Regions from separate parts of the Zea mays genome. Here region 1 is linked to region 2. The links are chromatin contacts, called in public Hi-C maps. All regions are on one chromosome and are shown on one strand. Each heading gives the region's core, a stretch centred on a gene start, on an enhancer-like site or on the middle of the called end of the contact. The rest is flanking DNA. Distances are from core to core; before and after follow the strand shown.

The links. A called contact is a pair of places that touch in the nucleus more often than the background predicts.
Region 1: a Hi-C map of ear shows a contact between it and region 2, with 2.2 times the contacts expected there. The contact joins the promoter of LOC100383181 here to the promoter of LOC100276025 in region 2. A contact is called at or near these places in 4 of 25 Hi-C or Micro-C datasets (ear, leaf and tassel).

The regions. Positions count from the first base shown.
Region 1 is chr4:219,143,379-219,148,758 of Zm-B73-REFERENCE-NAM-5.0, reverse strand. It overlaps LOC100383181, which reads right to left and starts at 2,320. Exons shown (of 7, transcript NM_001175845.1): 1 at 1,781-2,320; 2 at 867-899; 3 at 428-515; 4 at 1-349. The coding sequence starts at 2,224.
Region 2 is chr4:218,968,744-218,974,228 of Zm-B73-REFERENCE-NAM-5.0, reverse strand. It overlaps LOC100276025, which reads left to right and starts at 2,045. Exons shown (of 2, transcript NM_001374094.1): 1 at 2,045-2,374; 2 at 2,455-4,123. The coding sequence starts at 2,111. The coding sequence ends at 3,597.

The sequences.
Region 1 (5,380 bases), core at 1,071-3,570, 170 kb before region 2:
GACTTACAAAGCCAGGGCACTACCAAAGTTACATCTTGCTTGCAAGATTTAGCCAAGTATGCAGCTCGAAACAAAGGATTCACAGCCGTTCCAGTCATCCAGGGAAGACTGGCAGTGGTGACTATGGCAACATGTCTCTTGCCAGATATGTCAGACTTATGGCCATCACTCCAAAATCCACCTTCATAATGGTGTCCTGTACTCTGTAGGGCGCTAGCTATTCTTAGGTCGAGTTCATTCCCAACATTGTCATTTTTCAATGAAGATGATTCAGTTGCTGACAAAAAACTATATGCAGGGTGGTCCTTGCGCTTGCTGCACAGAGACTCCACCAACTTGTCACATACATCTAAAGCAGACAAGAAAGAATAATCAGCTCACTGAAAGATAAATATTCTAGCTATTGTAAACAAAAATAGCATCTTACCTCTTTTTATACCAAGTTGGTCGAATAGTGGTACAGATTGCTTTACAAAATAAGCAAGAAGTTCCCCTAAATCCAGTGGCAGAACATCCTGCACAAGCGTGGTACTGATTATGGAAATGCAAAAGTGGACAAGGTTGATTAGGCAGTGCTCTAACAAGATAGAATGTTCCTCTTTTGTTTAATAAGGATTTACACAGATATACAGAAGAGAAATGTGGTACCAGGGTTTAGGAAAATGTTACATAAGTAATATATTGAATGAAATGTTTACCACAATCATTTTTCTTTAGATTGAACATTCTTGCAAAAGTCACTGTCAGAAGTCAGTAATTAAATATACGCAAATAAAAGACACCACTACGAGCAAAAGGTTTCAGAAGTGTATCTCCTTGACAGCACTATGCAACATTGCAACAAGAAGTGAATCAAGAGGACTAACCTCAGACGCTTCAGGCGCAAAGGTCAGTGATTTCTGCAATAAGAAGTGCAACGGTGGGTCAATTAATCTGCTACAGGAACCAGAGCAGTCTGTGTCATGCATATCCCAGGATTAGCTTAATTAAGATTGACACATTCCAAGCAAGTGTAAATTACATGATTATGCAGATAGCCAGATACTAAATCTATTGAAGATTGAAAACTATGACTAGATTTGACTTTTCATTGTTGAACTCGAGTCGTCAAAGTCTATAAGTTCCCTTTTATAAAAATCTAAAATGAAGAAAAATAAAATTGGTTGACCTGTCACCTGTAGACTTCACAGAAGAACATTTCCATGAGCTTTGAACCTCCAGTTGTTTAACATTACTATTTTCCTTAACTCATTCAGTACACGATTCATGATTTCAATTCCATCAAAATTCTATTATTTCGCATGGCACATAAAAGGAATATTAAATCTATTGAGCAGCTTACAGTCACAGAGTGCACCTTGTAGCATCATTTCTATTTTCTTCCAACTATGGAAAGTACTAACCAAAATCTTGATTTGTCATACCTTGTTTTTCAAATTCTCGTGTGCCCTTTGGATCATAAAAAACCACTTTTCAGCAAAGCTACTAAAAATATGCATGATTCCACATAAAATTTGTGCCCACGAAGCAATTCAGTTTGAATCGAATGAATATTCCCATCCAAATTCAAATAAACATCTCCATTTGACACCTAAGGGAACCGCACAGTTTCCACAATCAACTTCCAATTGAATGACAAAACACAGACGCTCAAGTAAGTTCAAGTTGACAGCCCTCCTCAATTTGAGCCGTGTTGGATTTTGGGTTGTGTTGTTTGCTTCTCGAGGTTTAGTATTCTAATGAACAGTGCACTGTACGAAATGTCTCTAGGGAGCTTTACCAAGCTGAGCTTGAGCTTGTGCAGCATGTCGCTGGGCGACTGGGCCAGCCTCCTCCGCTCGAGCTCCCTGAGGTGCGCCTTGACCATCCTGACTGGCTCCCACTCCTCCGCCTCCGTCTCCGCCTCCCACCTCCACCTGGCAGTCCTGGCGCCCCTCCACGCGTCGGCCTCGAACGCCTTCCCGATGGCGGACAGGTCGAGCCGCGTCCGCGAAGAGGACGCCGAGCAGGAGTAGGCGCGACGGAGGCGCGCGAACAGCTCGGGTTCCGGCACCGGCGCGCTGAGGAAGGTCTCGAGCTCCCCGGCCCGCGCGCGGATGAGACGGAGGTCCTCCCGCAGCCCGCGGGAGAGGAACGAGAGCGCGCCCTCCCTCGTCCCCGCCACGCCCACGCCGCCGCCGGAGGCCGCGGCGGCCGGGCGGGTGTCGACGCCGAAGCTGGCCATATGTCCGGGCGTCGGCGAGTGGGGATATCCGGATAGGGCTTTAGACGCTGCGGAGGAGATGGACTGGTGGTGGAGGTAGGCGGTGGTGGCGGTGTGGATGGGTGGAAAGGATGGGAAAGGAAGAGGAAGAGGAAGAGGAAGAGAAAGCAGCGGTCGAGGAGATTTCGCGGGCCCCGGCGCCGGATGAGGTGTCGGCACTGGGCCGGTGAGGTGGACCCGGTCGGGTGCCAGCTGGAAGGACACGCGCCAAAGCTTACAAGATTGAGGAAATGGATGGGAATGAATTTCATTTGGGATAGATGGGTCTTCACAAAATCCAACAACAGATTAGCATGTTTGATCTACAAAGCTTACATGAATAATCCATTTTACTATTCTTTTCCTCTCTTGATCATTAAGTTAAAGTAAAATTGTGCATGAATCCTAGTTCAATCCTCAGTTCCTCATCCGACTTTTGAGCCTTACATTTTTTTATATACGTCTCCCTAGGGGCAACGTGATCACCCATACTGGAATGCTTAACAGATTTCCATTAGTTGTTAATACATTTTAGAATGGGTGATCATTATATGGGTGATAAATAGTTTAGGTATATATATAGGGAGTGTATATTGAGAGTATATGGCTTCCAATAATTATAGTTAGTCTCATCCCATAAAGTGAGGTTGGGCTCGACGCCTAGATACCCTTCACACAAGACGATGAAGTGAGGTTGGGCTCGACGCCTATATACCCTTCACACAGGACGATGAAGGCAGCTATGTGTTGAATCCCATTTGGATTCAGGTAGTAAAGTTGCACCTGCAAATACTTAAAGAGGTTCACGACGAAAGGATGAAGGGGAAAGGCGACCCCTCGCTCGTGAAAATGAACAAACAAAACCATGTAACCAACAGGGGACGAGGCCTCCTCAGCGCTCGGAATCAACCATCCACCATCGTCAACCAGACCGCGCCTGACGAGGGCTCGAAGGTTATCCTAGCTCATCCAGGATCACGCGCCAGTCTACCATAAGGAAGCGCAACGGACGACCCAAGCGCAAGAAGGATAGGCCAAGCAAGGAAGATGAGGAACAAGGGAACTGAAATCAAGGTGGACAAGACAGGTAGAGTGACATGATTAAATTAAGGCTGCCCTGCGAAACCCTGTAGCTCAATGCCAGCGGAGATGACCCCACAGACGAGGAAGCAGGCCTAACCTATCAACATGCCAGGCCTCGAGCTACGCCACCACCTCCAGGGCGGGGGCGAGAGTAAGTCGTTCCCTAGTGCGCAATAAGTGGGGGAATGCAAAGGTAAATGCCATTAAGGTGGGATTTCCCCCAGATTACATCATCCTTTACATAAAGGGCCCCCGAGTTTTTCGACGCCACGATTCTAGGCTCGGGGCCAAAACATCCAAAAAGAGGAGAAAACTACGACTAGGGCAAGGTGGGAAGCTCATCGCTCCCCCTCCTGTTCTAACACCTAGCGACGCCGCAAAGACAGAAGCCCGCGCCAGGAAACCAAAAGGTGGATGCCAAAGTAAGCTCTAAGACGCACATCAAATCATACCCTCCGAGGATACAACACCATTGATACCCCTCACGGCCTCGTCGTAACCCTGAATCAGGATCTCGAAGGTCGCAGACGAGGCGCCCTGGGATGGGTCATCGGAGCGTGAAGGTCAACCCTAGTGCGAAACTAGGCAACGACGAAGGCAACGACGGCCTCGCGGTGAACATCGAGTTCCACGAAATGTCGGGCATGACTCGGGATGTCAAGCAAGCAATGCAGACGGGTTGCCCCACGAGCGCGGATGCTCTAGGCCACCTCATCGACCTCCCGAGGAAGCCCCGTCAGCTCGCCCTCCTGCCTTGCTTGGGAGCAAAAAGGATGAAGGTCTGAGCATCCCTGGAGAACAAGGAGAGATGAAGAGCGGAGAAAGAATCTTACTTGACGTGCGAGCCTCCATGAAGGCGAGCCATGCTTGAAGACCCACGATGTGAACACCTAATGTCCTCATAGCCGAGCGAGACACCTCCAGCCACCCCAAAGCTCGGCCATTACCAGCAATGGAAGGGCCGAGGTTCCGACCGCATGGGGCAATACATGGCCAGAAGGAGAGGGATCCGCGATAACCCTCCTGCATAGGATGACATGGCCGGGTTCAAGGTCGACCCTGAGGCTGCCACAGGACGGCCAACGATGGTCAGGGTGTTAGCGGCATTAGCCGCCAGAGATGACGACGCGAGCTCACTATTGTTAGGGACAACCCTTGATTCTCCCTCTGGAGATGTCAAGGGGGAGGATGAGAGCGATATGACCTCTCCTCCGATGCTTGAGCCCACCGCTCTACAAAAAAGCTTGTCGGCGGGATTACAGAGGAGCAAGAAAGGGACGAGTTCCCAGAAACCACCCACCTTTCCTGCAGAGTGACTCTTGGAACGACCTTGATGAAGGCACTCTGATAGTCGCCTAGAGGGGGGTGAATAGGGAGAAACTGAAATTTACAAATATAAACACAACTACAAGCCGGGTTAGCGTTAGAAATATAAACGAGTCCGCGAGAGAGGGCGCAAAACAAATCGCAAGCAAATTAAGAGTGTGACACGCGGATTTGTTTTACCGAGGTTTGGTTCTCGCAAACCTACTCCCCGTTGAGGAGGCCACAAAGGCCGGGTCTCTTTCAACCCTTCCCTCTCTCAAACGGTCCCTCGGACCGAGTGAGCTTCTCTTCTCAAATCAAAGCCGGGAACAAAACTTCCCTGCAAGGGTCACCACACAATTGGTGCCTCTTGCCTTGATTACAATTGAGTGTTGATCACAAGAACAAGTGAGAAAGAAAAGAAGCAATCCAAGCGCAAGAGCTCAAAAGAACACGGCAAATCTCTCTCGCTAATCACTAAAGCCTTGTATGGAATTGGAGAGGATTTGATCTCTTTGGTGTGTCTAGAATTGAATGCCTAGCTCTTGTAAGTGGTTGAGAAGTGGAAAACTTGGATGCCATGAATGTGGGGGTGGTTGTGGTATTTATAGCCCCAACCACCAAACTTGACCGTTGGTGGAGGCTGTCTGTTCGATGGCGCACCGGACAGTCCGGTGCACACCGGACATGTCCGGTGCCCCAGCCACGTCACCAATGCCGTTGGATTCTGACCGTTGGAGCTTCTGACTT
Region 2 (5,485 bases), core at 796-3,295:
GTTACATGTTAATGTAAATTAAGTTATTGTAACTCTTTCTGCTTTTATCCGATGGTGTGTAATTTCTATGAAATGGGATGTACGCTCTTGGGAGATGTTGAAGATGATGCAGGAATCAGGTCCTGTCGAGCTATTGGGTGCATCTACATGACTGTCTAAGGTCCTTGGGACAAGGACTATAGGGCGACCTAATATCTTGGGAGGTTCCGTCACACATCTAACCATGATAATGAGTAGACAGAGTGGGCTAATTGGTCGGTGACTGAAATGAAGTGGTTGAATTGCATATCACTAGCAACTATGCTTAGATTGTTATTGGCCAAGCTTTCTAGGTGAAAATATTTTGCGTTTTTTCAGTTTAATCTTGTGTTACTGAGATTTAGTGCAGTGGTTTATGATAAATATTTTTATCTAAATTTTTGGAATGATTTTTAGTACTATTAAACTACACAGGTTTCTTATCACCTAGCTATTATGTATTCTATGATCTTTCTAAGAAACTATGCTTAGATTGTTACTGGCCAAGCTTTGCGGGTGCAAATATCTTGACTTTTTCAATTTGATCTCATGTTACTAGGATTCAGTGCAGTGGTTTAAGATACATAATGTTTTTTCTAATTTGTTGGAATGATTTTTCAGTACTATTAAACTACACAGGTTTCTTATCACCTAGCTATTCTGTATTTGATGACCATCCCAAGAAAACTATGCTCAAATTATTACTAGCTAAGCTTTTTGGGTGCAAATATCTTGCTTTTTGTTTGATCTCATGTTACTAGGATTCAGTGCAAAGGTTATTTTTCTCTCGCCATCATTTTGTTTTACCGGTGTAATGGTAAAGAAGAAGCATGGTTTTGCTAATTGTTGAGCTGGCCTTTTCTTTTTAGCTTCCATATGAAGACATGACACCTCTTTAGGCAGCAGTTGTCAGTGTTTAAAAGGTGTCGTAGCTTAACACAGAAGTTACTATGGTTTGTTAAAAAAAGAATAGTAGAACATCTTGTTGTTATCATACTCCTTTAATTTGTTGAAAGGAAAAGGTTCCAAATAGAAGGCGAATGTTGAGTTGTAACTCATTTATATTTTTTCGGTGCTTGGTGGGGAAGTAAAATACTCCTTGTGAAAGTGTTGTGGAGTTCCTGTTTCGAATCCTAATTTGGTAGATACGATACCTCTTCATGCAGGATCTGAGGTTTACTATTGTCGCTGCTACACATCCTATGCTCACTGAACTACTATAGAGATGCTGGCAGAAAGATCCTACTCTAAGACCAACCTTTGCAGAGTTTGTGGATACATCGAACTCTATACATGAGGTGTGCGTTCACACAAAGAACTACATGCATTTATCATGTTTTTGGTTTCATCTTATTCTATATTTTTTCACACGCTATATTTCAGGTGGTTCGTAGTTCTATGCATCACAATAGGCATCCAGGCCGATCTCACTCTTCTTCGTGTTCGTGCCCGCTGTCTAGGATGGCACTGTAGTGCTGATAGAGTTGGACGGTACCATCAGGCTCGACTGGATCTGGATGGGATGGACTATGCTCGTGCTGAAGGAGAGAGAGAGAGAGAGAGAGTGCTTGGCTGGCGGGGGACCATATTTCGGTTCATATTTTTTTATGGGTTATGTTAACTGTCATGTCATATTAAGCAACTCAACTTTTAGACATTTCTGTCTTTGCGAGAGAAGTACCAAAATAGTTTCACTTTATTCTACTCTCATATGTGTTCATGCCGCTACCACTAATCATATAAGGGTAAGATTATATTTGTTAGCAAACAATTTTTAAGATATTAAAGTTGGTGATAATATAAGTGTTTTTTGTTTCTATGTAATTATTGTGCATTAATATTTTACTAAATATTTTATTTGACATTGTAAAGCACGGACATGTAACTAGTGTCTTATTAAAATAACACTTCCTAAAATTACTCGTACTAGGAAAAACAGGGATGAAGGGGATTTGAGTTTCAAGGTCTCCCAAAAACTGCCACAGGTTTACACAGCCCAACAAGTCGTGGCCCATTGGCGTGAGACACACTACGCAGAACTTCGCCGCCGTCGCCTTTCTCAGTTTCTCCTGGGAGCTTGCCTGTGTCGAACATGGCGGTGGCTGCGACGACGGTGCTGGACATCGCGGAGCTCTCCTTCTCCGACTTAGTCGCCCTCCTATCTCCCGAGACTCTTGCTGACGACGGCCGCTGCCGACGTGTTGTGGACACCGTCGCAACCGAGCTCGGCCGAGGTGGGTCCGGGTTGCTGGCTATCGACGGAGTGCCGCGCGTGGGCGCCCTCCGGCGACGACTCCTCCCCTTGGCCCGACGCGTCGCCCTCATGGATCACCTGACCCGCTCCCAACTCCTCAAGGTACCCCTGCACCTCCCCTTTCGATCTCGTTGATGTTGAAACTACAGTGTGCCTTGATATATTTCCGTCGATTATTTCAGAAGCACGGTTTGGGCAGCGACGTTCCTTTGAAGAAGCTCGATCGGTCCGTATCCTCGTTCGCGCAGCTTCTAAGGCATTCAGGTGAACTCGTCTTGCTAGAGTCGGTGAACAACAATGGGTTCAATTCTTCTGATAGGGTACAGGATTGTAACCAATCCGAGGATGTTAATGATGATGATGATGCTGATGATATGGATAATCTGGGTGACCTCATTAAGGAGCTTGGTTTGTACATGATGGAGCTTGGAATCTTGATTGCACGAGCTTGCGATATTGTCATCGGTAGAGGTCAGCTAGAGCAGAGCATCACTGACTTTGGGACAGCAAAGGCTAGGCTCATTCACTACCACTCTGAGCTGGATAACATTGTGATCAGGGATAACAATGCAAAGAGGAAAGGTTCGGCAAGTAAAGTGGCAGTACAACCTTACCAGTCATGCTCTGGAAATAGGTCCGGGTCAGTGTGCCCGTGCTGTATTAAGTCAGAAGATGGGACTACTGTAATGGCAATAGAAGAAAATAATTCTAATGATGCCTCGATTCAGGGTCAGGCTGCTGAAATTTCCCTGTTAAACCTATGGCAGGAATGGCACTATGACTATGGAATCTTCACTGTTTTAACAGCACCGTTGTTCATGAGCGTCTCTGAGGATGAAAAAAGTTTGGTCAATCTGGAATATCATCCTCCTGATGGCCACACACACCTACAGTTATGCAATGGAAGGAAGATATTCTCTGTTAGATGCTCTCCTGAGAGCTTCATTGTTCAAGTTGGAGAGGCAGCAGACATCTTGTCCCAAGGGAAATTGAAATCTACACTTCATGCTGTGAGTAGACCTTCGAGTTCCACAGACATCAGCCGTGAGACTTTTGTTGTCTTCCTACAGCCCTCGTGGGACAAACTTTTAGCTTATCCTGGTTACTCTTTAGATGCTGAAGGTGAACCCATTCTTAGCAAGCAGACTTCAATCATCAGTGATGGATCAGCAGGGCCTTGTAATGAAGATGCATTTATGCAAGAAATTCTGAAAAAAGTTCCACCTCTATCATCAAGGCTAAAAGAAGGGATGACATTTGCAGAATTTTCTCGTCAGACAACAAAACAGTATTATGGTGGCAATGGCATCCAACAGAACAATTGAGCACTTGCAATACAATGGCAATGCATGTAGCACACAATGAACTGATGTATTGACTTACATTTTGATACTGATTTGGATGCACAAAACTAAAGCATCCTGGCAAACAATGCATACGGCTGATCCTCCTTGATGACTAAGTTTTGCAATTGTTTGTTGGGAATAGTCCCACATTGTGAGTTGTGGGTGGGCAAACATGATTTATATGGTTGAGGTTATAACCTTCTAATAGGCTAACTTTTTGGTGAGTATTGAATCAACAGACCTGAACCCGTTGTTGTGTGTTCGAACGTGTGTGTCGCGGCCCGACGGCCTTGGGTGCGTGTTCGGGTGCACTGTGTGTGGGTGATATGGTGGGCGTGCTATGTGTTGGTGGTCCGGTCCAACAATTGGTCTCGGAGATCAGGTCGATATTGTACATTCTCAAACAAATCTTGGCTCAACATGTGAGAAGGAAATTGTTAGGAATAGTCCCACATTGTAAGTTGTGGGTGGGCAATCATGATTTAATAAATCATATGGTTGAGGTTACAACCCTAAGAGCATCTCCAATAGCTTCTTAAAACCTTGGTTCTAATGATTATTTTAGGGAAAAAGAGAAAAAGAGACGTCCAACAATGACCAATCTGAGCTCCTTGTCTTCCTGCACGCGAATAATGTCCCTCCCATGGCGCCAACTTGCGCAGCTAGCCGAGCTCCCAATCTATGTGCAAGTCGCCCACCAATCTTCCACATACTGCGACTACCACCACCATCGGTTGACACTCCCTCGCCTGACGTCGAGCAGGGCTAGGAGCCATTGCACGATCCCTTCGCTCTCCTTTGCCAATCAAACACATCACTCCATGACTACCTCCGCTTGGTGCTCCCCTTCGCCTCTGTGTGCGCGCTCATTCTCGACATATTCTGCGTTAACATGGGCTTCTTTCCGGGTGTTCCCTCGTTCAAGGTCATGGAGCTCCCCGTGAACACCCTCGACTACCGGTCTACTGCGTCGAGCTGCTGGTCTCGGGAGGCAGAGACGAAGAATAAGAAGCACATGCTTCACGTTAAAGTTGTAGTGGCTGCAATTTTGTCAAGCGCAATCTACAATTTTCTATGAGAGGGTAAACAGTAGCTAGGCTCTAGCTTCTTGCTGCTTGAGCCACCCTCACACTTCAATCACATCATGGGTGCATTTTCACCATAGTGTTTTGGACCCGAGGGTCCTAACCAATAGTAAATTTGTGTTGCATACACAAGGTTATCCTGGTTCGGGCAAGAGATGGCCCTACATCCAACAGGAGAAGCAGACTTGTATTATCTTGCACCTAAGTGCTCGTAGTAGTTAATACAAGCAAGTCGAGAGAGCGAGTAAGTCCCAAGTCTCTAAGTATGATTAAGGCGAGTTCCAATATAAGGAGTGGGGTGAGTAGTGAACAGTGAAGTGTTGTCTTCCACCTCTTATAGTGTAAACCCCAAGCTGAGAATTCTAGAGCATTAATTATTTATGAAATAAAATGATTTTATTGAAACATGATCTTTTTAAATCGAGATAGAGTTCTTAAGTATTGTATAACTCACTCATTACCAAGTTTTGATGTGTTGAAGCATGCCACTATTTAGAGGGATAAAATAGTAAATAAATACATGAATCACATTCATGCTGATATTTTGGTTGTGCATTTTAAAATTAAACAGTGACTCCAAACTAGAATTTGAATTTAAGAATAGAAATTTGAAATTGGTTCAAATGGAGGAGAGAAAAGATAAAAAAGGAAAAAGAACTGTTCTGCACCCTGCCAGTCCTCCACCTCGGCCCAAAGTCACACACCGGCCCACCTCCTCATGCACGCTGAACCCATTGAGATTGCGCCGACAGGTGGGCCCCGCTATGCCAGCCAACCACGGC